Regions from separate parts of the Macaca mulatta genome. Here region 1 is linked to region 2. A link is a contact called in public Hi-C data. All regions are on one chromosome and are shown on one strand. Each heading gives the region's core, a stretch centred on a gene start, on an enhancer-like site or on the middle of the called end of the contact. The rest is flanking DNA. Distances are from core to core; before and after follow the strand shown.

Region 1 (3,886 bases), core at 1,304-3,803, 610 kb after region 2:
CAAACACTCTGTCTTAATACCCTTTTCTGGGAACAGGCAATGAGACTAAGCACAGGGGAAAACAGCACCTCACCTTCGCTCTGAAACCTGGGAATCCCACGTCAGAGCAAAAGAGCTCATGCCTCCCTCAGGGTTAAGGATGGTAGAAGCCACAGAAATCATGAAAAAGGGGAGGGAGTAACCTGGGATTGTAAACTAGCTACATCTTAAAAGTGCTACAAACTTTCTCCTCCCTCACACGCCCCTGGCTGGTTGGCTCCGCCTTCCCATCCCAGCTGGGGTGTGCAAAGGAAACTGTCCCAGGAATGCCCAGGTCTGGTCCAGTGTTGCAGATGTGGCCTGCACACAACACCGCCCGTCCTCTCCAAATACCTCTGCTCTACCCCATCCCCTTTCTCCCACAGCACACACTTACATGCTTTGCACATGAAGATGAGTTTGGATGGGGCACAGGAGATATACCTATTTACTAAAGGAAGGTAAGAGATGGTGCCAAATTGGCAGATAGTTTTGATGACAGTACAGAGACTTCAAGAAATTAGTTTTTAGTATAAATCTACAGAAAAAGAAGAAAAACAGGATGAAGAGTGAAGGAATGAAAAGAAAAAGAAGGAAAAAGAAGAGAAAAACAAGCAATGCCAGTGGACTCCAACTAAACTTTAAGAGGAAAGGTGTGGATATTTGGCAAGAGGTGGGGGGAGTGTAGGGGCTGGAAAGGAAAGGTATCTGCTGTAGAATTCCAGAATAAACTGCCCTTTTTGGAGGAGAGTTTCTGCAGGGATAAAGAGACACACAAATTGCCCTTTTAGCGTTAGATGTCAACCGTGAGATTATCAGGACAGTTTATTTGAAACGGAAACGAATCGGAAATCCTTCCCACAACAGTCCTTTTAGACAGATACACACCCTGAGAATCCAACACAGACACACATAAAGAATAAATGCAGCATCAGGGGGCAATAAGAACTCCCTTTCCACACTCCCAATACCTCTAGCCTCATCTATTTCCAATTGCACAACTTTCAATCTCCAATGAAAATATTTCCAGTTGGATCCGATTTCAGACTTGTAGTAAGTGGTCTGGATGGGGGGGCGGGGGGAATAGGTGCTGTACTGTGCAGGGGAGGGGGGCTGGAAGACAGTATTTCGGCAGTTAACTTATTTTTTTAGAACCAGCATGCTCTACCGATCAGAAATTGCTATTACCCAACAATGCTTCCATCACAAACAGACACTGAAAACAGCATCCCCGTTATCACCATCTTGCTAAAGATCTGCCCGGTCCAGTTTACCTGACTTTGTCCCTGCGGAACTTCTCAGACAGTATTTCGGTCAAAGAGAAAATGGTTTGGAAGACAAAAACAATAAATCGATACCGAAGGGTTCCCTTTCCGGAGTGATTTCCCACTGGAAACCACCGAACGGGGAAGCCTGCCGTTCATTCCCAAGCCCACGGCTCCTCTAGAAACGCACACAATGCGTGCTTTCAAAACGGCATTCGTCTGCTTTTAAGGGAATTCCTATCTTTTCAGAGTCCCAAAACCAGAGAGCATAAGAAAGAGACTCAAATCCATTGATTAAGATTTTTAAGAAAAAGACTAACACACAGCCACAACACAAGCACACACCAACCTTCGCCGGCTGGACCACTTCTTGCCTGTTCTTCTTTCTATTAACGACACGTTAGATTCTGATACATTCCCCCCCCAAAAAAATCCAACTAGGTTACAATGTAGCTCTCTAGCTCCACTTAACCTGCAAGTTACAAAGAGAGAAAAAAAAAAAAAAAATCCTGCCTTCCCACCCCTTTCCTTACCCCCTCCCCCTCCCGAGTCCACTCCACCAACGCCAAACCCGCCAGCCCCGCCAGCCGGCGGCAGGACCGAGGGAGGGTGCAAAAGGCGGGGGGCGGGGGGGGGGAGATCAGATTAGGCGAAACTCAATAAGCTCCCAGCCCTCCAGCCCAAAGCTTCCACCATCGCCGCCACCAACGAGCCACTCCAATTGAGCCAGCATCGCCGCCCACCCGCCGGCCCGCCGGAATCGCGCCCATCTCCTGCAACCTCGCCCGGACCGGCATCCCGCCCCCTCGGCCCGGTCTCCCCCTTCCCGCCGGGTGCAAAGTCAAAGACCCAGCAAGGCGACGTGAACTTTTGCATGCAGGGCACACACGTCGCCCCCGGTTCCGGGCGTGCGGGGGCCCGCGGCGCAGAGGGAGGCTGGGCGCCCGGGCTCCCGGGCCAAGGTCGCCGCGCGTGCTCACCCATGTCCCGGCGGCTCCGGCTCCGCTGGCCCCGGCGCTCGCTCAGATCCCGGCTCCGGTCGCTCGCCCGAGCCCCCAAAGGTGCTGCTGCGGCAACTCCATGGCGATGAGCATCTGTCAAACGGCGAGCCGCGGGCTGGCCGCCCTAGCTCGGGGGGCGCCGGGGCCCCCGGGCGCGCGGAGGCGGCGGCGAGCGGCGGGCGCCCCGGCCGGCCCCGCGCTTCGCGCCCGACTCGGCCGCCTCCGCCGCGCCACCGATTTATGGAGAGAGATATCAAGGGGGAAAATGGCGTCTCCGGAGCCCGAGGAGTCCTGGAGTAATCACATTCACACACACACGCCCGCACGCACACACACTCGCACACACTCGCACACAGGCGCGCGGCGAGCCCTGCTAATTTTAGCAGGAGCCAAAAAAAATTTTATATATATATATATATATATATCCCCGTCTCTCCGATCAATGCTTTTTTTTTTTTTTTTTTTGCTTTTTTTTTTTTTTTTTTTTTTTTTTTTGCTTTTCTTCAAAGGATGGGTTGGAGCGTTAAAAATGTTGCTGGGTTTGGGCTCGCAGGAGGCGGCGCGCGGAGGGCGAGGGCGCTTTTGCTGAGCTGTGCAGTTCGGTCCGCGGCGCCCAGCGGCCCTGCCCGCCCGCTTGTCCGCCCGCGGTCGCTAGTGTTGCCGCCGCCGCCGCCGCCGCCGCCGCTGCTCCATGGCCGCGCCCGCCCCGCGCCCCCGCCGCGTCCCGTCGCCGCCCGCCCGCGTCCCCGGCGAGCGCTGGACTGGGGTCGGGCCCGTGTGCCTGCCTCCCGCGCCCTCTCCGAGTCCCGGACTCCTAGTGAAAGGAAGGGGGAGGGCGCGGGCGCGGGAGGGAGAAGGATCGGAGCGGCAGCGCGGCCCAGCCGAGCGGGTACCGACCGTCACCCCGCGATCTTCCTCGCAGGGGGCGCCGGCGCCCAAGCTGCTCGCCCGAAGGGCCCAGGGCCGCTTCCCAGACCGGAGCCGGGGGAGGCGCAGCCAGTAGCGAGCCGCGAGCGATCTCTCCCCCACCCGCCCCCCTGCCCCAGTGAATTTCTGTCAATTGAAGGGAGCGGGTCTCTTGCCCGGGGAAAAGGAAAACAGTTCGTGGACGGGCATCCGGGACCCCTCGCCGCCCCCAGCGCCCCTCCCGCTCCCCGGAGCCCTTGCGGCCCAGTGGCTCCTGCGCGCCGGAGTCCGCCGCGAAGACTGAGCGGCCGCGGGGAGCGCCGCGGGCTAGGCGCGTATTCCTGGGCTCAACACTGCCACTATCTGACACAACAGGAGCAGTGTCGGGGGGGGTCCTGCGCGCCCAGACGTGAGCTGTGATAGGCTCTCGAAACTGGGCGCATTTTTTTTTAACCTGGTAATTACATTTCACTTTCAGGGGTTTTTTGGGGTTTTTTTGTTTGTTTGTTTTTTTGTTGTTGTTAAGCGACTTGTATGCATTCAGATCTCGTGCATTTTCTCGTTATTCACGAGAATTGGACACTTGATGAAGGGAAGGACCTGGAGAGACGGCAAACGCGCACTGGCATGCAGTTGTCTTCAGGGTGGTGGGAATGAACAAAGTGGAATGTCTTCAGTTCTTACAAAATATGGTGG
Region 2 (3,876 bases), core at 840-3,339:
ATCCTTATAGTTCTAGAAGATAACTGAGCGAAATGCAAAATAAATAACAGCTTGTTTTTGTCCTTAAATGTCTTACAATTGAACAGAAACAGGTAATCTAACATTAATACTGGCTAATATTCACCCCTTAAATTGACAAGGATACACAAAATACAGGATGTTTTCACTAGAAAGAAACTGTATTTAGAAGTTAAGAGAAGTAAATAAATTAGTCTAGGCCCTATGGCATAGCTGAGAAGTTACTTTCTTAAGTAAAAATCTAATACTTGCTTAATGACTCTCTCTCTATATACATATGCCCACACAAAAAGGCAGACATAAAAATATCTGGCTATTTAATATTTTAATACATATTTACATTTCTGAAAGGTGTGAAGACTCTCATTCTATGCGGAGGGCATCCTTTGATAACTCACCATTCACATGAATGGTAAAATAAATGACCCTTTTAAGACAGTATCTATTTTTCCCCAAAGGTGAGGGATATGGTGAACTCTCCCCTTGATCCTACCCACTTTCTTTAAATTCTGTTTAAATTTTGCAAAACAAGCTGTTGTTTTGCATCTCGCTCAGTTATCTTCTGGAACTATATGGATATTGTAGAATTTCTGGAAGGAATGTATAAAAGATAACTAATATGCAACGTGGCTTGCTTGGACCCCATACATTTTTTAAGTGCTTCCTAAGCTATGTTGTCTTCTGCAGAGGAGTTTTGCAAATGTTAATAGGTATAACTTGAAAATAATTTTCCACGATCAAATATATTTGGCTGCACAATACAAGCTCTTCATAAAGCAACACACCACACACTGGCATCTTACAAACCTGGAATCCCACTTTAAAGATCAAACTTGTCTTGATTTAACTACATTTTCAAGCTCAGCAAACTTGTGTGGCCTGAATAGGACAAAGTTAATGTTGTGAAATATGATTCTCCTACTTTTCCCTCACTGCCCCTTCTTCTCCCAATTCTCAGCTTAAATAGCACTTCTTGGGGGGACCTTGACTGACACCTCTAATCGAAATAGGCATTTGCCTTTAGTCTCTCTCATTGTCTCTGGTTCTTATAATTGCATACATATATTTTATTGTATGTCTTCCCCTATTAAATTGAACTTCATGAAGACACGTGTTGTGTCCATTACATTGACCACTTTCCCCCCAGTACCTGCAACTCTTCCTGGCATGTGCTTTATGGATACTCAATAAATATTTATGAATGAATACATGAATGAATGAATGAATGAATGAATGAAATAACACCAGACTTAAAACTGAAATGTGGCTATAAACTCATACACCTAAGTACACACATTGGAGTGTTTTGCACATCAAAAAAGTTCTCCATGGGATATTTTCTGATGTATTTACTGCCTTAAATATGTTTAGAATTCTCCTTTTGGAAGGATCTTTAGAGCTTGATTCAGAGTGTTCTGATTTCATGAAACAGCAGAAATCATGCAGACCTGAATCTGGAAAGCATGGACGGAGTCGTATTTTTTTGGGGGGTGGGGGTCAAGCAACAAAGCTTGTCACTTAACTTGGAGCACAATTTTTGAACTGAAAATTCTTGCATATCACAGATAATCTTGAAGATCATTAAGGAGCCACTGGGAGTGTACATGAAAGAGGGCAACACTTACTTGAATATTGATTAAAAATGAGTGTCTTGACTTGAAAGTTTTATTTCCTAACTTACAAGGTTAATGAAACATCAGAACAAAAGTAACTAATGCATCCCAATCTTGTCAATGGTTTCTAATTGCTCAGGCAATATCTAGGCCAATGTAGCCTGTCCCACCACCAACAGGGTTTCAAAGTCATTGTTAGCAGGGAGTTATCAATTTCCCGTAAGACTTATTTGGGGGACCCTATTTAAAGAGAAAGAATAATAACTGAATGGTATAATGGAGATTCATCTGGTCTGGGTACAATTGCCCCCACATCCCACTCCTTTCTTGCACCATAATGAGATCATGTGTGAAAGCCTAAATTATGTAAATGAAAAGGCTCCACTAATACCACTGAAATATTCCCGGAGTGTTACACTTGACAACCTCAAAGTACATTTCACACTGCTAATGACTTCATCACTAACACAACTGCCATGAGTCAAGCAGTTTCCATGGTAACGCCCTAGTACAGCTGTTTACCCATATAAAGTATTGCACCTACTTAGTTACATATACAGACAGATCACTAGATTCCTAGGTACTGAAATTGAAATAATTCAATTTTCAATGTCTCTCTTTATGAAGTGATTCTGCCAGCTATAGGGATTAGCATATCAATGTGACTTTGACAGGGGTTGCTGCAAAAGACATATTTTGCAGGCACTTCATGTCAATTAGAGCCCTAACTGTTTCATGGAATAATCATTCCTGCCAGATTAAGGTCGGGCTGCAAGGTAATTTAATTGGTGCCATTATATGGAGGAAAAAAATGCTCTAATAGAGTGCATACACTGTCTCCGCCAGGAAAGGGGAGGGCTGCACAAAGCGAATGGCTGAAAAGAATTGCCTTCTTAGCCATTTAGAAAGGATTTAAAAACACCACACATGCCAAAATGGGAACCTCTGAGATGCTATTTCCTGAATTATCTGGGAGGAGAACTTTGAAGGAGAGAGAGGATGTTGGCCAGTTTGTGGTTTTCTCCAAAGCATGTCCCCCCACCGCCCCCCGGAGAAACCCAGAATAGCACAACGACAATTCGATTGATTCGTCACCGTGACTCCTGTGTAGGCTTGAAATGCTCTGGTTGATGTGCAGAGGGGGGATTCATTCTTGTGCGGTGGGGGAGGGACGTCCACAAAGCAGACGGGAAGATCCCTAACGTGCCAACGAGTGGTGTTCAACCACTACTTTCTTCTTCTCCTGAAGAGTGGCCGATACCTTTACTGTCCTTTGCTGTCAAGATTTTCTAATATCGTCCCCTCTTGCCTCTGAGGACACCGGCATGGTTCCTGGTTTCCCACACTTTCGAGGTGAGGAGAAAACGGCTGAGGTTCTGCGTAACTAGGGGCAATAAGTAGCACCACCCAAATTTCCTGATCTTGATGGGGAAAAAGTTGGGAAAATATTCTTGGAGGGACAGGTAATGGATCTGAAGGCATGTTCGTTACCAATAACACATTTAGTTCCTTCATGCTCACTCATCATTCTCCATTAATACCATGCAATGTTTATAGGCGAGAAAGAAAGAATCATCTCATCTTTGTTTTTGTTCTCACTCTTACTCGATCTGAGTAGTCTCCCAATTTGAAGTGCTCTGAACCTGTTAAAGCCTTATGCATCCTATACTGTGAGAAAAACTATTTCGACAATTACTCACACATGACTATGTATCAGTAGTAATTGCTTTATATTTTCACATCTTATATCTTCACCCCTAGCATTTGTGACTTGAAGGCAGGAACTGTGTTTTTCATGTCTATATAGTGCCTGGTTGCCAACACTCAACCCACATGACAGTACTCTCTAACATTCAAAATTCTCTAACATTTATTGATGATGCTGGGAACCATTTTTAAAATATGAAAGAAAGCAATGAATCTTGGAGGACATAGTTCATGCAAGGAAATTACTGATTGTCAGAGATGGTCTCTAATGCCCCTAATTTTCCAAATTAGAGAAGCTGTACAGCTTTGTCTCAGGCAGCGCTGTGTTCTACTTTCCATAGAAATATAATGCAAGCCACATGTGAAATTATAAATTTTCTAGTAGCCACATTAGATAAATCAAAATAAACAGATGAAATTAATATTTTGTTTAATCCAACATATCAAAAATATCATGACAACAAGTAGCCAATAAGAAAATCATTAGCGAGATAGTTTACATTCTTTTTCATGTGAAGTCTTCAAAACCCAGTGTGTG

What was found. A called contact is a pair of places that touch in the nucleus more often than the background predicts.
Region 1: a contact with region 2 is called in a Hi-C map of fetal cortex germinal zone, with 2.3 times the contacts expected there. The contact joins the promoter of SETBP1 here to the enhancer-like site in region 2. A contact is called at or near these places in 2 of 14 Hi-C or Micro-C datasets (fetal cortex germinal zone and fetal cortical plate).

Annotation. Positions count from the first base shown.
Region 1 is chr18:47,713,094-47,716,979 of T2T-MMU8v2.0, forward strand. It overlaps SETBP1 (SET binding protein 1), which reads right to left and starts at 2,554. Exons shown (of 6, transcript XM_002808161.4): 1 at 2,264-2,554.
Region 2 is chr18:47,108,327-47,112,202 of T2T-MMU8v2.0, forward strand. No RefSeq gene overlaps it. Among named protein-coding and RNA genes, the nearest start is that of SLC14A2, 320 kb to the left of the region's middle. Within about 2 kb of position 2,090, at least 6 of the 40 cell types and tissues checked have an H3K27ac peak or open chromatin away from gene starts, as enhancers often do. A contact at or near this core is called in fetal cortex germinal zone, where this site is marked.